Linked DNA regions of Mus musculus: regions 2 and 3 are each linked to region 1. The links are chromatin contacts, called in public promoter capture Hi-C maps. All regions are on one chromosome and are shown on one strand. Each heading gives the region's core, a stretch centred on a gene start, on an enhancer-like site or on the middle of the called end of the contact. The rest is flanking DNA. Distances are from core to core; before and after follow the strand shown. Region 1 holds the start of Ints3 (integrator complex subunit 3). Region 2 holds the start of Rfx5 (regulatory factor X, 5 (influences HLA class II expression)). Region 3 holds the start of S100a10 (S100 calcium binding protein A10 (calpactin)).

Region 1 (4,870 bases), core at 1,762-4,261:
TGCACACCTTTAATACCAGTGCTTGGGAGGCAAGCGGATCTCTGAGTTAGAGGCCTGGTCTACAGAGTGAGTTCCAGGATATCCAGGGCTACACGGAGAAACCCTGTCTTAGAAAGGAAGGAAGGAAGGAAGAGGAAGAGAGAGAGAGAGAGAGAGAGAGAGAGAGAGAGAGAGAAGTTTCAGACTAGACAAACTACTAGATACTATCTGAAAAATAAAACAGAGCTGCAGAGAGGCTCAGCAGATAAAGAGCTTTGCTGTAGAAACATAGTGACCCAAGTTCAATTTGCAGAACCTGCAAGAAATTGAAGGAGAGAACAACCCCATAAAGATAATTCTCAGACCTCTACATACATTTCAGAATGTGCACACCACATACATATGTCACTCACACACACACAAAGTTTTAATTGAAACAGGAAAAAAATGTAGCTGGGTAGGACAAGGTGACACAGTGGTCATGAGCCTACAATCATCTTGCCTCAGTCTCTTTGGAGTGTTGGGATTACAAACCTGTGCCTGGGCCACCGTGCCTGGCTTAGAAGTACTGTTTACATTTCTAATTATGCCTTCTTGATTAGAAGAAGAAAAAGGAGGAGGAGGAGCAGGAAGAACAGAAATAGCAAACTTGTCTAAATGCTTATAGAATTATACAATGAAAACATAACTCACTTTCCAGCCAGCCAGACGTCTGCTGGCAGATAAACCACACAGTTGCTATAAGACCAGTTTGGTTCAAGTTCACTGCTTTCTTTTGAGACAGGGTCTCTGTAGTCCTGGCTGTCCTAAAGCTTGCTATGTAAACCAGGCTGGCCTTGAACTCAGAGATACTCCTCTGCCTCTAGTGCAGGCCCATAAAGTTTCTTTTTGTGTGTATGTGCCATCATCTTGCGATCTACTGTATCTTCTTCTTCTGCCTTTTGTTTCTGATGGCAAGATCTAGCTAATGATGCCCCAGCTAGCCTAGAACTCTCTACACACTCACCATTCATCCTCATTCATATTCTCAGTCTATCTCTCTCTTTCTCCCTGACTCAACCTTCCAAGTGCTAGGATTACAGATGGGAACCACCACGCAAGGCAATCTCACATTTTTTCAACTCTGAGTTTACCTGCCTACTCTGGCATGTGATAAAGGACTGTGACATAGTGTCAGGGAAACAGCCTGTGAGTGAGGGGACAGGGCCTGTTCATTTCCTCCCCCTATCCTTGGGTAACCATGGAACTGAATGCTTTAGGCTTTACAAACAGTTCAACAATCATGCCTCCGTCTGTCCTACATCCTAAGTACGTCTTCCTGTGTGTAAGTTGTGGAAGTGGCTACACAGATCATCTCTAGTTAGTCAAGCACAGGGTGAGACCAAGCAAAGAAAAGGAAGGGACAAGCCTCCTCACTCATGTTCTGTGTCTGCCTGTCGTTGTTTTGTTTTGTTTTGTTTTGTTTTGTTTTCTGAGGCTGGGTTTCTCTCTGTAGCCCTGGCTGTCCTGGAGCTCTCTTTGTAGACCAGGCTGGCCTCAAACTCACAGAGATCCACTTGCCTCTGCCTCCCGTACCTCTCCTTCGTGTGTGTATGTACTCTCTGGTACTAAGGAAAGCAGTCCCCTATATACTGGCTCACCCCACTGCTATGACTGATATTACCAAACTAGATACTACTTACTTGTAAGTCTTCACTCACTCTATAAATGCTCGGTTAAAATCACTGACAAGTGTCTGTATCCACACACAGTCAATGATACCATCTAAGAAGAGGGGCCAAGTCTGTAGGAAGTTGCCAATCCTCAGACACCTGCCTGTAAACACATATATACTTTTCAACTTAACACTCTCAAATAGGGTGGATATTTTAGATAGCTATTGGTGTGTATGTGGGAAGAAATGAAAATAACTTTGGTCAGTACTGATGCTACATCCCTTCTGTAACCAACACCCCTCACACCCATTTTCTTAATAGCGGCAGCTGTTACTAGGGCAACCTGTCCAGGAAATTGACCCACACTTCTTCCTCCAGAAGCAGGAAGCAAGAGCAATGTTTCTGCCTTACAAAAAAAAAATAATAATAATAATAAATAAATAAAATAAACTTGAAGGCCTTTTCTCCCCACCCCCACCCCATATGCGATCCAGCATCCCTCCTCAACCCAATTCCTTACTCCCTTCCCCACCCCCCACACCTACCTCCTCTAACTCATCCTTGGCATCCAAACTGGTTGAAAGTAGCAGCCTCCCCCCTCCTGGGGCTCCTGCTCCCGCTCCTCCTCCTCCACCTCCCGCTGCTCCTGATGCAGCAGCTGCTACGGTCCCCTTTCCCTTCTGTAACTCCATGGCTGCAGCCAAGAGACCAGAAGAGGTCAAGGGAGTAGACGGGTGTTAAGTCCTAGAAATGGAGAACTCTGGCTTGCCAAGGACGAGGAGCAAGAGGAACAAGTGGGAGGGAGGCCGACAGGCCTGGCTTTCCGCACTCTTGCCTCCTCTCCTGCGGAGGGGGAAGGCGCGGGTTCTCTAGATGCTCCCTCAGGAGTGGCCGGGCTGGGGCAAAGCTTTTGCGCAGAAGTATGGTAGACTAAGGGTCTTGTGTCCTGCAGGGAGATAGGCAAGGCTGCCACCCTTGCAGAAGTGGAGGGGGAAACCCTCTGGCTTCTTATCCTGAAAGGAGGGGAAACCCTAAGTTTCTGCCTCTCGAGGCGTGGGAAGGAGTCCTGGCCCTGAATTGGGAGTGGGAAACCTTCCCGGCGGGATTGGGAAACGCGGTTCCTTGGAATCCGGCCCCTAGCGGGTGAGGATGCAGCAGGAGCGCTATGGGAGGACCAGCTTCTCCCCACACCACACAGAGGCGGCCATGGTGGAAGGGCGGGGGAGGCTGAGAGTGCCCGAGCGGGCAGAGTCGTCGCCGGCGCCGGAAGTGAGCAGTCGCGGTCCCGGGCGTCCGCCAATAGCGGCTTCCGCGGTGGCGCCAGGTCTCTAAGGAGTAAGCCGACGACGGCGGACTGGCCTTTTCCCGGGCTGCCAATTGTAGGGAGAAGAATTGAGTCTGGTCTGACGGGCAACAAGTGTGCCCAATCGCATCCTTCCTCTGCATCTGGAGGCGGGACGGGAGGTACGGAGTGGGTGCTACTGCTGGGCGATCCGGAAAAAGCCGGGCTGCGCCTGCGCGCGCCAACACGCATGCGCGACGTTTCCCTCTTGCTCCACTCCCTACAGGTGTTCGGAACGTTGTCCTTGGGTAGTAGGCTGGGAGGATGGAAACCTAGCCCATAAGTGTCTATTCAGGAAAAGGAGCTGCCGAGTCCCAACCCCTACGCAGTCGCGTAGCAAACGCCCTCAGGGTCTGAAGCTACTTCCTGAACTAAAAATGCTACACGCGGCCGATTGTATGAGCTCTTGGGTGTGCAATTATTAGTAACAATTTGAAAACAAAAAAAGTGCATTGATTCTCTAGTGCAAACCAAATAGTTAGAATCGTACCAGCACTCGCTTTAACACAGTTTACTAAGTGATGGGACCTCGTCTTTTGAGACTCTGGGACTGACAAATGTCACTGAAGCCTATTGTATTTACACACACACAATCCATTGAGAGTTGTGGTTTGTTGTGATCATAGTAGGGCTTGATTGTATGAGAGTTCTTTTACCGTGCGTCTCTCAACAGAACTTTTCATTTTTAGGCGTATGAGCCTATTGCTGTCCACAGCTCTAAGGTGGGTGTGGTAATATATGCCTGCCATCCTAATACGTGGGAAGCTGGCCCATCAAATTCATGTTCCCCTTCCGTCCCCCATTTGTAGATATAGGCCTATTTTCCTGCACTATCCATTTTCAAGGCCAGTGGGCAGGTAAATTGTTAACAATGTCCTTGGAAGAATTCCAAGTTCCATAGCTACTGTTTTGGGAGTGAAGCACTCTTGAACCCAAGCTGGCCTCACTTTTGTGGCATTCTTTCTGCCTCCCAGGGACTTCTGTATCCTAATTACAAATAAAATAAGACCCGGACTGGCCGATCTCCAAATACACTTCTGGCATTCTACAATCCTCCTGAGTAAGCTTTGAATAACTTCTAGGTAAAGGACTGATTCAGCCTCGGAACTACAAACAAGTCATTACAATAGCTTAATATAACCGGGACACATGTATTGGATGGAAAGAAGAAAAAGAAAGGGCCGGGCGTGGTGGTGCACGCCTTTAATCCCAGCACTCGGGAGGCAGAGGCAGGTGGATTTCTCAGTTCGAGGCCAGCCTGGTCTACAAAGTGAGTTCCAGGACAGCCAGGGCTACACAGAGAAACCCTGTCTCAAAAAAACAAAAAAAAAAAAAAAAAAAGAAAAAAGAAAAGAAGGAAGGAAAAAAGATGTATAATACTGAATATTCTTTCCATTTTTTTTTTTTTTTTGAAGTGTACTGGGTTTGTTTGTGGTACTGATGATTGAACTCAGGAATTCAAAATAGGTAAATGCCCTGCCAGGGAACTTCCATGTGCTTTTTTTAATTTTAAAAATTCATTTATTGTTTTTTGAGACACTTGTTCCTATGTAGGTAAGGATGACTTTCCTGATCCTCTCAAGAGTTAGGACTGCATGTGTGCACCACCACAATTGTGCTTTATAGCATCTTTAAATAAGCACTGTATAGTGTAGTGGGGGCTGGCGCTGGGGTGCTTGCCTTCCATCTGCAAAGCTGCATTCACTCAGGAAGTGGTGGCGCACGCCTTTAATCCCAGCACTTGGGAGGCAGAGGCAGGCAGATTTCTGAGTTCGAGGTCAGCCTGGTCCACAGAGTGAGTTCCAGGACAGCCAGGGCTACACAGAGTAGCCCTGTCTTGAAAAAAAAACAATAATAATAATAATAATAGTAATAATAATAATAATAAAGGAAG
Region 2 (4,870 bases), core at 1,262-3,761, 4.5 Mb after region 1:
CAGCCTTGGCTGGAGTCAGCAGGAGGAACCAGGAGGAACACCAGAAGAAGTTCTTGCCTGTGCTTCTCAGGGAAGCAAAGATCATTGAAGATGCAAAACCCATAAGCATTGTACAGCTAGTTTGTACCAGCAAGCCAAGCTCCGTCTCCATTACTCTCTGGAGTCCTATTTATGCCCTCCAAACATCACGTGTCCTCCCCGTGCCTTGCCTCAGCACTTGCATCCAATCAGCCTGAGCCCTCGGAGTCCAGACAAATGGAGCTCAAATGCACAATGTAAGGCGGACCAATACATGCATGTTGTTAGCAAAGAATCCTTCACCATGCGTCCTTTCACGTGCTTGCTTTAGCAGAACACCTCTCTCTTTCTCTTGTGTCTGCTTCAGTGAAATGTTTCTTCACGAGTTTTTCTTAGTCTTCACCTGTGTCCACTTCAAGAAAACACTCCACGTGTTTGCCCCAGCAAAACACCATCCAACACAACTGACTTCCCAAAGAACCCTTACGTTTCCACTTCAAGCTCCAGCAGGAGCAGAGGCAGGAACCACAGAGGAGAGGTGCTTCCTGGCTTACTCCCCTACCCAACTTTGGGTCCCTTCCTTATACAGCCCAGGCCTGCCAACCTAGAGGTCCTGTGCCTCGTTCTGCGTGGTCAGGAGGCTGCCTCAGGTCTTGGTTGGGTACCCTCAAGCAGCACAGTATTAGCAAAGTGTGACTTTTAGCACAGGAAATGACTTCAACTCAGAGAGCAACCTTGAGCAGATTATCTCTAGGAAAAGACTGACTGGAGGGGGTCTGTCCAATGGCATCTTTCTTTACAGATTCCTTTAAAGAGAACTTGTTTGAACTCATTACCTCTTCCAAAGGAAAGATTCATGTCCACTTCTCACGGTAGGGGAAATGGGGGTCTCAGTCCGGGTGTGGGGACAGACCACGAGCACCTCCATCTTCCCCCCTCCTTTACAGAAGCACACCAGTCAGAACTGGAAATATGACTTGGGTGTCACATCTCTGCTGTGACAAGACTGTTGACCCGGGGACCACGAACACTTGAGAGAGGTACAAAAGCTTGCCCGTGCATTTTTCATCACGATTTCAACAAATCTTAACAAAGAGGGTTAAGCACCTGAAGGGAAAAGTTATCACAGTACTAAATTCTTTTTTCCTCTACTTGACCAAAATTCCAGTGTTCACCACCAAGCAGGGAACTCCAGGAGTGTGCCCCCTAGGAAGGAGATGAAGTACACCCAGGAAACGGAAACATGAATAGGCAAAGGTGGGCAAGGAGAAAATACAGAGGAGGACTAGAGGCTCAACAGACAGGCTTTATTCTAGAGCATACCTGCAGAGGGGGTGGGGCCAAGTGTCTAAAGTGGAAGGACCATACCATTTCCTTTTGTGTCAGCAGTTGCTATGGGTAGCGAGACAGACAGGGTCAGGCAACCAATAAACATCTCCTGTGGTTTACCCAGGTAGGAGGGGTAGGGTGAGGAGAAATCTGGAAAATGAGTTGGCATTAGCTTTGGCTTAACTAGAACGGAGGCACTTTATAAAATGGCGATACCACGGCTAACAACAGAGAAAAAAACATTTTCTCTTAATGTGGTACAGCTGCTAAGGATTTGCAGATTCTTTGTGGAATGAGGGGAAGCCTGCAATCCTAGAGGCTGTTGGCCACAGGGATGGGTAAGCAAAGAGGGAAGGACGAATGGTTCAACTTGTGTTATTTTATTTTATTAAAGTTACAGGACTTTATAACGAATTTCCATCAGTAGACATCATTTTCTAGCAAAAATTTAAAAATATCACCTACTGATTATTTCGGACAGCTCTGACAACCAAAGGCAACAATCAAACATGGTAGCTATCTGTGGCCATTCCATTTTGTAAAGCTCCCCAATTTTGTTTAAACAGAGTTCCTGAAACCTAAGAAATTTGGTTCTCACAACCAAAGTAACTTGCTTTTATAGATTCGTGCTTTCCACGTCCTTATCGACGCCCCAGTAATAGAGTTGTTTGGCTTTTTTTTAATCAAACCTTCTTACATTTTTAACTCATCTTATTCCCCAGCTACAACTAGCCAATCACTTTCCTACCCTGTAACTCCTGTCTGTGGTTCTTGGATCCTAGACGGCATCTACGTAAATCTTCCCAAGTAAAGCCCGCGGTCGATCCCTTATCCTCTTCTCGCTGATTTTACAACGCACAGGATCAGAAAGCAAAAGACCAGATGCTCCAGAAGCAGCCAAGCGCCCGGGCTTTCATCCTGCGGTCCCTTTAAGAACAGAACCCTTTCCGGGCCCGCAGACCTAACCGACCCCAGTTTTAACCGAAACCAACCTGGACTTCCCCCTCTTGACTCAAATAAGACTAACTTTGGATTTTCCCTCCCCTCTCGACCAATCATATTCTGTTACCAGGCAGACTTTCACTGCCTTCGTCTTGGAGGCAGCAACGGCCAATCACAGAGCAGGCCGTGCGTGTATCCAGGCAGATCGCGGCTGGCATAACCATTCAGAAAAAGGAAAAATAAAAGCAACGCACGAGCCCGCCGGCTGGGCACCGTGGGGCTGGGCAGGAGCTGAGGTAGCCACAGGGTAGTTTCTCTTTCTCTCTCACCTATCTAATGTCCGTGCTGGAAGGCGACGGTTCCGAGGTAGGAGGGGCAACAGCACTCCGGAGCTAGCAGGACCAGCTCCTTGCCCCTGCGCACGTGCCCGAATCTGGGACCCTGTTCCCCGCAGGGTTTCCTGCGCCCAGCCCCCTGAGTTCGGAGACCTAGCCCAGCACCTGGGGTTGGGGTGGAGGGGCCCGAGGGGAGTGGGGACGCTTCGGAGTGGGATGTCGTGGGATGACGTAGGGTCCGCGCCGCGGCGAGGGGGGCAGCGGGGGAAGCCGTGGCGAGACTCAGTAATGAGAACTTGGGCCCAGTTTTTTTCAAACCTGGAAAGGCCGAGTATGTTTGTATCCCTTCCGACCTTCCAGGCAAAATCAATGGCGAGGAGTCTATTAGAGGATCGGAGAACTTTGACTTGTCGTTATAGGTGTTGAGGGGGGGCGGCTGGAGGGGCTTGGGGGGGGGGGGGCTGGAGGTGTTGCAGCACTGGGAGAAATTGTAAGATTTCTTTTAACGTGGACTTCTCCACCCCTATCCCTTCCCATAACAGTTTTCCAGATTTGGGAGACTTCAAAAGGTGGGACATATAGAATGGAGATGTCAGAGATCTCTTTGGGTATACAAGGGCCTGATAAAGTAACAGAATAATTCTAATTTTAGAGAAGGCAAGTGGTGTGGAAAACCACTGGAGGAAGCTTTGCTTCTGTTTGTATTTCTGGGTAGAGACAGGAGGACTGCCTTGGGGTCTCTAGGAGAAAGGAAGCTTGGTAGTAGTTAAATCCTCAGCGATCTCCTCTCTCAGCTGTAGCCCTCATGCTGGGATGGCAGAAGATAAACCTGATGCTAAGAGCCCCAAGACTGGGGCAAGGCCCCAAGGTGGTGCTGACGCTGGAGAACCTACCACCCTCCTCCAAAGGCTCCGAGGTACCATTTCGTAAGTAATTGTCTCTGTCTCCAAACCCTGTTCCAGACCCAGCTGTAGATCCTTGTTGCCCTGCACTCCTTCCTCAGGCAAGTGTTTCAGAGCAGGCAGGCTGAGGTCTGTGGTCCGTAGCTGTTTGGTCCTTTTTCTGTCTCTAGCAGTCAGACAAAGGGATGGGGAAACCTTGTGACCTCCAGCTTTCTCTTCTTCTCCACAGCAAGGCCGTGCAGAACAAAGTAGAGGGAATTCTGGTAAGCATGCTGGGAAGGGACAATACAGGTGCCATCGCTGAAGGGTAAGGGTGATGTTGATGTGAGAGAATAAAGGTTCATGGGGGAGAGGCGGTGCTGTCCACGTGTGAGGATCATACTTTATCCTTCTGTGACCTATGTAGGAGATGAAATCAGACCCAGCCCCTTGCCCTTTCTCCCGTTCTCTCCATGACAAGCCCATAAGGTTGCCAGCACAGTGAGCACCCAACCTCAAGTCATTTCTTAGGTCCCCTTTCATTCTGACAACCTGACATCGAGTCAGCTGGTATGGTCGAGCTCAGAAGATCATTCACTGGACCCGTGGCTTCATTTCTCCACCTCTGTTCCCTTCTGCCTCAGCAAGAAGTACAGAAATTCTCGGACAACGACAAGCTGTACCTCTACCTTCAGCTCCCATCGGGGCCCAGCGTTGGCGAGAAGAGGTACTTTGGTGGTAGTGTTTATATGTCACAGGTTCTGATTTTGAGTCTCACTGTATTGAGTCAAAAAGTAGGAGATGAGGACGAGGAGGCTGGAGGGATGGCTCAGGGGTTAAGCACACTGGCTGCCCTTGGCAGAGGACCCGGGTTGTGTTCCCAGTACCCACATGGTGGCTCACAACCATCCATAACTCTCAGTTTCTGGAAATCCGACACCACTCTCTGACCTCCGTGTCGTGCACATGCACATATGCAGGCACAACACTCATAACAAATGAGAATCTTTTTAAAAAAGTTATAAAGAAGAAGTAGGAGATGCATAGCTCAGAACCTTTATCAAGAAGTGAGGCCTTTGGCTCGATTTATCAGGGAAAGGTGGATCTGGGACAAACTGATTCGATCTGGCACCATCAAAGCCATGCTTGCCCCTTTGGCTTGTCTTACAGCTCAGAGCCAAGTCTGCTCAGCAATGAGGAGTATATGTATGCCTATAGGTGGATCCGCAACCACCTGGAAGAGCACATGGATACCTGCCTGCCAAAGCAGAGCGTCTATGATGCCTATCGGTGCGTACAGAAGGCACACCTTGCTGGAGTGTGCCCCTTGAATCCACCAGTTGCCCTCTCTGAATACCTTGTCAC
Region 3 (4,870 bases), core at 1,621-4,120, 3.1 Mb after region 1:
TTCCCAGAAACAGTTCTACCCCGTGGAAGAGAAATTGAGCACTGGTATTGGGATTTTATTACTATGCCTCTTGGAGAAGGTGGAAGAATCTCTAGTGTTGCATTGCCAGTAAAGCAACTCTCCTGCTGGTAGCATTCTGCACACTGGAAGGTGCCTGGTGGACAACTTGTAAGTTACTTCCTCTTTATTCCAGGGGCCACACTGCACCCAGCCCTGTTCCTCCAGTGCCTGCTCTCTCTGTGTCTAGGACCAATCTGTCGGAGATATTGATGGGGTGAAGTGTTCATGGCTCCTGGAAGTTACAGTTTCCTTCTGTGTAGTACTCTGTGTTGTGCCCTGTACCGTGAAGAAATCTGTACAGCCTACAGAACTGGTCTCTGCTCCAGTCAACTGTTAGTAGGGAAGTAGGGTTGGTTTCACTTTGTCCATGTGGTTAACAAGGCATAGCCATTTCCTGCAGAAAGAACTTGGCTGGGTACATTTTTCCTGGAGAGAGAGGTTTTGGTTTTAATTTTTTTTTTTTTTTTGACAGTCTCACTATATAGGCCAGGCTGGCCTCAAATGCACAATTTTTTTGCCTCCCAAGTGCAAGAATTAAAAACATGCCTCACCACACCCATCTTTAGCAGTGGAGCTGAAGTTTCATGGACCTTCAGTTCACAGAGCAGCTAAGGAGCTTCATGGGGAGTTAGTGAGAGAGCACTTGCTATAGTGTCTATCCTGCTGGCTCTGTTCATCATGTGCCCTCAGCATCTTTGTGGGGCGGCACCCACTAGGACTCCAGAATCCTACAGCCTTGCTAGCAGATTGAAAAAAAAAATCACTAAAGGAACGAAAAGGGGGGAAACGAGTGAGTGATCATGGTGATCTTGATAAACAGCGACACAGAAAAAGCAAAAGTGGGCCAGAGATAGAACTCAGTAGTAGAGGACTTACCTAGCATGTGAGAAGACCTGGGCTCAATCCCGATTAAGCCTGGCACCTCAAAAATATTGAGGGGTGGGGAGAGAATGAATACTAAGGAACAAAAGAGGATACTGTCAATCTAAAAAAAAATCAATATAAAAAAATCAATATAACCATATGTATAGGACTAGAACAAAATACATGAAAATAGTTATTATTTGGTCCATACATTTATAAATAATTATTGTTTTAGCTGCTGTTTTCCAAACCCTCCACAAAGGGAATGTGGTATTTGGGTCAATGGGGTTTCTGAGGGTAAAGGTGCTCTTGTGTAAGCCTGATGACCTGAGTTCTAGCTCCAAATTCCACACCAATGAACTGACTCCTGAAAACTGTTCTCACAGTGCCACGTATGTGCTCTGGCACACATGTACATGGAGGCACATGCACAGACACACAATAACTTTTTAAAAAGCACTCCGACACCTCTATACCTCTATACCTGCCCAAAAGGTTATAATAGATTTTCAGATTAAAGAATCACAATGATTAATTGTTGAGTTCTTATCAAATGTTGCTTCCTCTGTGAATCAGACTGTTGCCCCACTATGGGGCCTTAGAAGCCCCTGTCCAACATTCTTGTACTGCTCATCAACCATAGGGAATTGTTTACAATATCTTCAGAAACCTCGGCGCTCTTTGAAAGAAGAAACTGATTCCCCATCTCTGAATCAACAGGCTCTAGCACAAACTAAACATTCTAAGGCTCATGCCCCAGAAAACCAGTGAGTAGGAGTATTCTAAATTCGATCACATTTTCCCTGAGATTTCCTCCACAGCTGCGACGACCTGGGGAGGCCTGTGGGAAGATTTGGAAGGAAAAACTGCTTTTGAAGAGCCAGAACTGAGGTTTCAGAGACCCTGGAGAAAACAGAGCTGATCCAAGTTGGATTTTCCTGACCTCTGCCGAGACTGTCACGTGGTGGCGCATAGAGAATTCCCTAATTCTGTTTATCCCTTTGGAATCTCTCATCCTTTCTAGGACTTCCCCTGGGAACAGGGGAAACCCCAGTGCTAGGGACTGGGCTGTGTCACCAATAACTGCATTTAATCCCAAACCACAAATAATGTTAAGTATCAGGGAAGGGTGTGGTTGTCAGTTAGGATACACTTCAGTCGTCTCTAAATATCTTCCAGAAGTTTCTTCCAAAGAGCTTTTTAGAGCCAAGTAGAGTCAAGAAGGGGGCTCCGAAACAGATCTTAGTAATATTGGCCACAGCTGAAACTATCGACCAAGCAAAATCACAAACTGTACCAGGAAAGGTGAACCCTGTAACAAAGAAGCTCCTGAAGCTGACAAGCACTAGGACACGCCCTGATCCTCACCACTCAGTGGTGGCAAGGCTAGGCTGAAGCCCAGGGGCCTTGCTTCTGCACTCAACACAGGCGACCCCAAGACCAGGTCCTAGAGCAAGCTAGGTGTAGAAGCGTTCCTCCTGCTTATCTAGGAAATTATTCCTAACCCTGCAGGTTCTCGCAGAGGCTCTTGGCTCTGGTTCTGGCCATTGTGCCTCCCGAGACGGCTGGATTCTTATTTCTACACTCACCCACTTTCTAAAATCAAACCTGAGAGGAAGGGCACGGCCCTGGATGAGAATGCCCTGAAATACTAAGAGCATTCTTCCGCAGGGACGTTTACAATAGGGCTGTCCCTGGGGACGGGCAAAGTTAGTCTGTTGGCAGAGTGGGAAGGGTGTGTGTGTGCGTGTGTGTTGCCTTGTGTTTTGGAGAGAGAAGGAGAGAGAGAGAGAGAGAGAGAGAGAGAGAGAGAGAGAGAGAGAGAGAGAGAGAGAGAGAGAGAGAGCGCTGGTGGGGCGGGGTGGGGGGCAGGAAGGGAGGGATGGGTGGGGAGGGCAGATGCCTGCCCTCCAGGCTCCTCCCGCTCCGGGGCGCCTCCGCCCTCTGTACCCGCCTCGCGTACAAAGACGCGCGGTCTTCGGCACTAGCCTCATCGTGGTGTGCCCAGCTCTTCCAAGGACTGCTGCGCTTCGGGGCCCAGGTGAGTCCCGCACCTAATATCTGCCCTCTGGGAACCCCACACCCGCTTGCTTCGGCCTCCAGCCAGGCTTCGCGAGGAGCCGCGCCCCGCGAGCCTGGGTGGGGCCACCCCTCCAGCTCGCACACTGCTTCGGATGCCCCCAGACTCGCTGGGGCGGAGGCCAGTCTTGTCTGGAGCTACCCCATCCTGGCGTTGGAGCCGCTGTTCTGTTCTCCTTTTCGGCATGTGGTTCTTCATTCTCATCTTTTCTACTTTGCAACTAGTCTTAGAGTTAACTGGAGTTTAGCAGAACCTGCTTGCGCTCTGTCCTAGTTGGCAGTTCCATGAAGCTTCAGGCTACAGGCAGAGCTCAGGCTGTTTGAGCCGCTTTGGCCAGGGAGGACTGGAGGCTTGGCAGCTGGAGGATTCCCTTTCTGAAGGACCCTGCTCTGCTTGTTGCCTTAGCCTCAGTGCAAATTCCAGGTTGCTTCGGAAGGATCTTTAAAGTAGGACTTTCTGTCTCTCTACCAAGTGTTCCTCTAGCTACTCGGATTAAATAAAGGGAACCAGAGAGAGATGGAACGAGAGAGCAGGCTTGGTGAAGAATCTTCAGTCTGGGATTAATTTTCATGTGGTGCAGTGAGAGGGACGTACCTGCTTCACGGCCTGAGCTTGGCAACAGGAATGACTGACCTCTTTCCTAGCCCTGCCTGGGAGGACTCTGGAGAAATTGCTGAGTGGGTGGCAAGCAAAACAGAAATGTGACAGACCAGCAGAGCCCGGATCCACATTCTGAAATCCACAGGACCCACCTCCCTCATTTTCCTACCCCCACCCCCCACCCCAGGAAAGCCAGACACATTCTGCAGGGTGGGGCTAGCACAAAGGGTTCCTGGATTCTCCTAGTGATCTGTGGCCTGTGACTCAGCTGTGAGACCTTGGGTGTGGCCTAGCTGGTTGCTGATTCTCTGTGGATGGTTTGAACAGATCGCTCCCTGAAGGAAAAGAGGAACTGTGCCATCTTCCAGGGCATTTTCCAAGAGGAAATGAGTCACAACTAACTGGCCACCAACCTGCAGGAGGGGTTTCTTGTCTGAGCTGCCTGGAAGGGCAGTAATTAGACTGGCAGAACCATTCCAAGTCTGTCTCTCTCCCCCCCGCCCCCCCCATTCCCCAAGCTTCAGTTTCAGCTTCCAGGAGTGGATTTTTGCATGTTATACTTCAAATTAGGTAGAAACTCTCTGTCAGAGAGCTTGCCTTCGGTGTGTTTCAGCAAATTGCAAACGATAATGCCCGACGTTGGAGCAGGAAGGAGGAGTTCATATAACTCCCTGAAATTTCATTTACCTTAGTCCTCCTCCCATTGCCTATGCACTGTCACTGACAGTCTAAGAGTAGTGTTGTTTGTTTGTTTGTTTGTTTGTTTGTTTGTTTTTGGTCTGCTTGGCATAGAGCAGTTATTTGGGTTCCCCTAATTTCTGAGTGATGCTGTTCCCTGGCTTTTCCTAAATACAACATCAAATGGGCCGTTGTCCTCTTATGCCTGGCCTCTGGCCAGCCTCTGAGCAGTCACCCCAATGTGGTCAGGCCCTGGGCTGGGTGGGGCTGAGGCTGGATACCTCCCTGCTTTCTACTGACAGGAGAGAGAGAGAGAGAGAGAGAGAGAGAGAGAGAGAGAGAGAGTGTGTCATGGAGTCATGTCTCCCCACCTCCCAGCAAATACATAAGTATTTGATATGCCTTGGACACATTCCATTCATTTAAGCCTAGCTAAGAGAACAATAGGATTCTTTCAGAATTATGAAATAAATTAATGCTCACAGTGCTGGGGAAAGATGGGCTCTCAGGATTCACAACTTAGGAATCACACCTCAAAAGCAAAGGGAGTAACAGGCTTGGCAGTGTGAGGGTCTAGCTCTTCAGGAC

The links. Promoter capture Hi-C pulls out the DNA fragments that hold promoters and counts their contacts.
Region 2: a promoter capture Hi-C map of second pharyngeal arch cranial neural crest shows a contact between it and region 1. The contact joins the promoter of Rfx5 here to the promoter of Ints3 in region 1. A contact is called at or near these places in 4 of 39 promoter capture datasets (cranial neural crest, frontonasal cranial neural crest, maxillary cranial neural crest and 1 more).
Region 3: a contact with region 1 is called in a promoter capture Hi-C map of pre-B cells, with 4 times the contacts expected there. The contact joins the promoter of S100a10 here to the promoter of Ints3 in region 1. A contact is called at or near these places in 2 of 39 promoter capture datasets (cranial neural crest and pre-B cells).

What each region holds. Positions count from the first base shown.
Region 1 is chr3:90,430,625-90,435,494 of GRCm38.p6, forward strand. Ints3 (integrator complex subunit 3) reads right to left here and starts at 3,012. Exons shown (of 30, transcript NM_145540.3): 1 at 2,180-3,012. The coding sequence starts at 2,326.
Region 2 is chr3:94,951,597-94,956,466 of GRCm38.p6, forward strand. Rfx5 (regulatory factor X, 5 (influences HLA class II expression)) reads left to right here and starts at 2,512. Exons shown (of 10, transcript NM_017395.3): 1 at 2,512-2,655; 2 at 3,419-3,550; 3 at 3,756-3,789; 4 at 4,150-4,232; 5 at 4,676-4,795. The coding sequence starts at 3,438.
Region 3 is chr3:93,552,247-93,557,116 of GRCm38.p6, forward strand. It overlaps S100a10 (S100 calcium binding protein A10 (calpactin)), which reads left to right and starts at 2,871. Exons shown (of 3, transcript NM_009112.2): 1 at 2,871-2,965.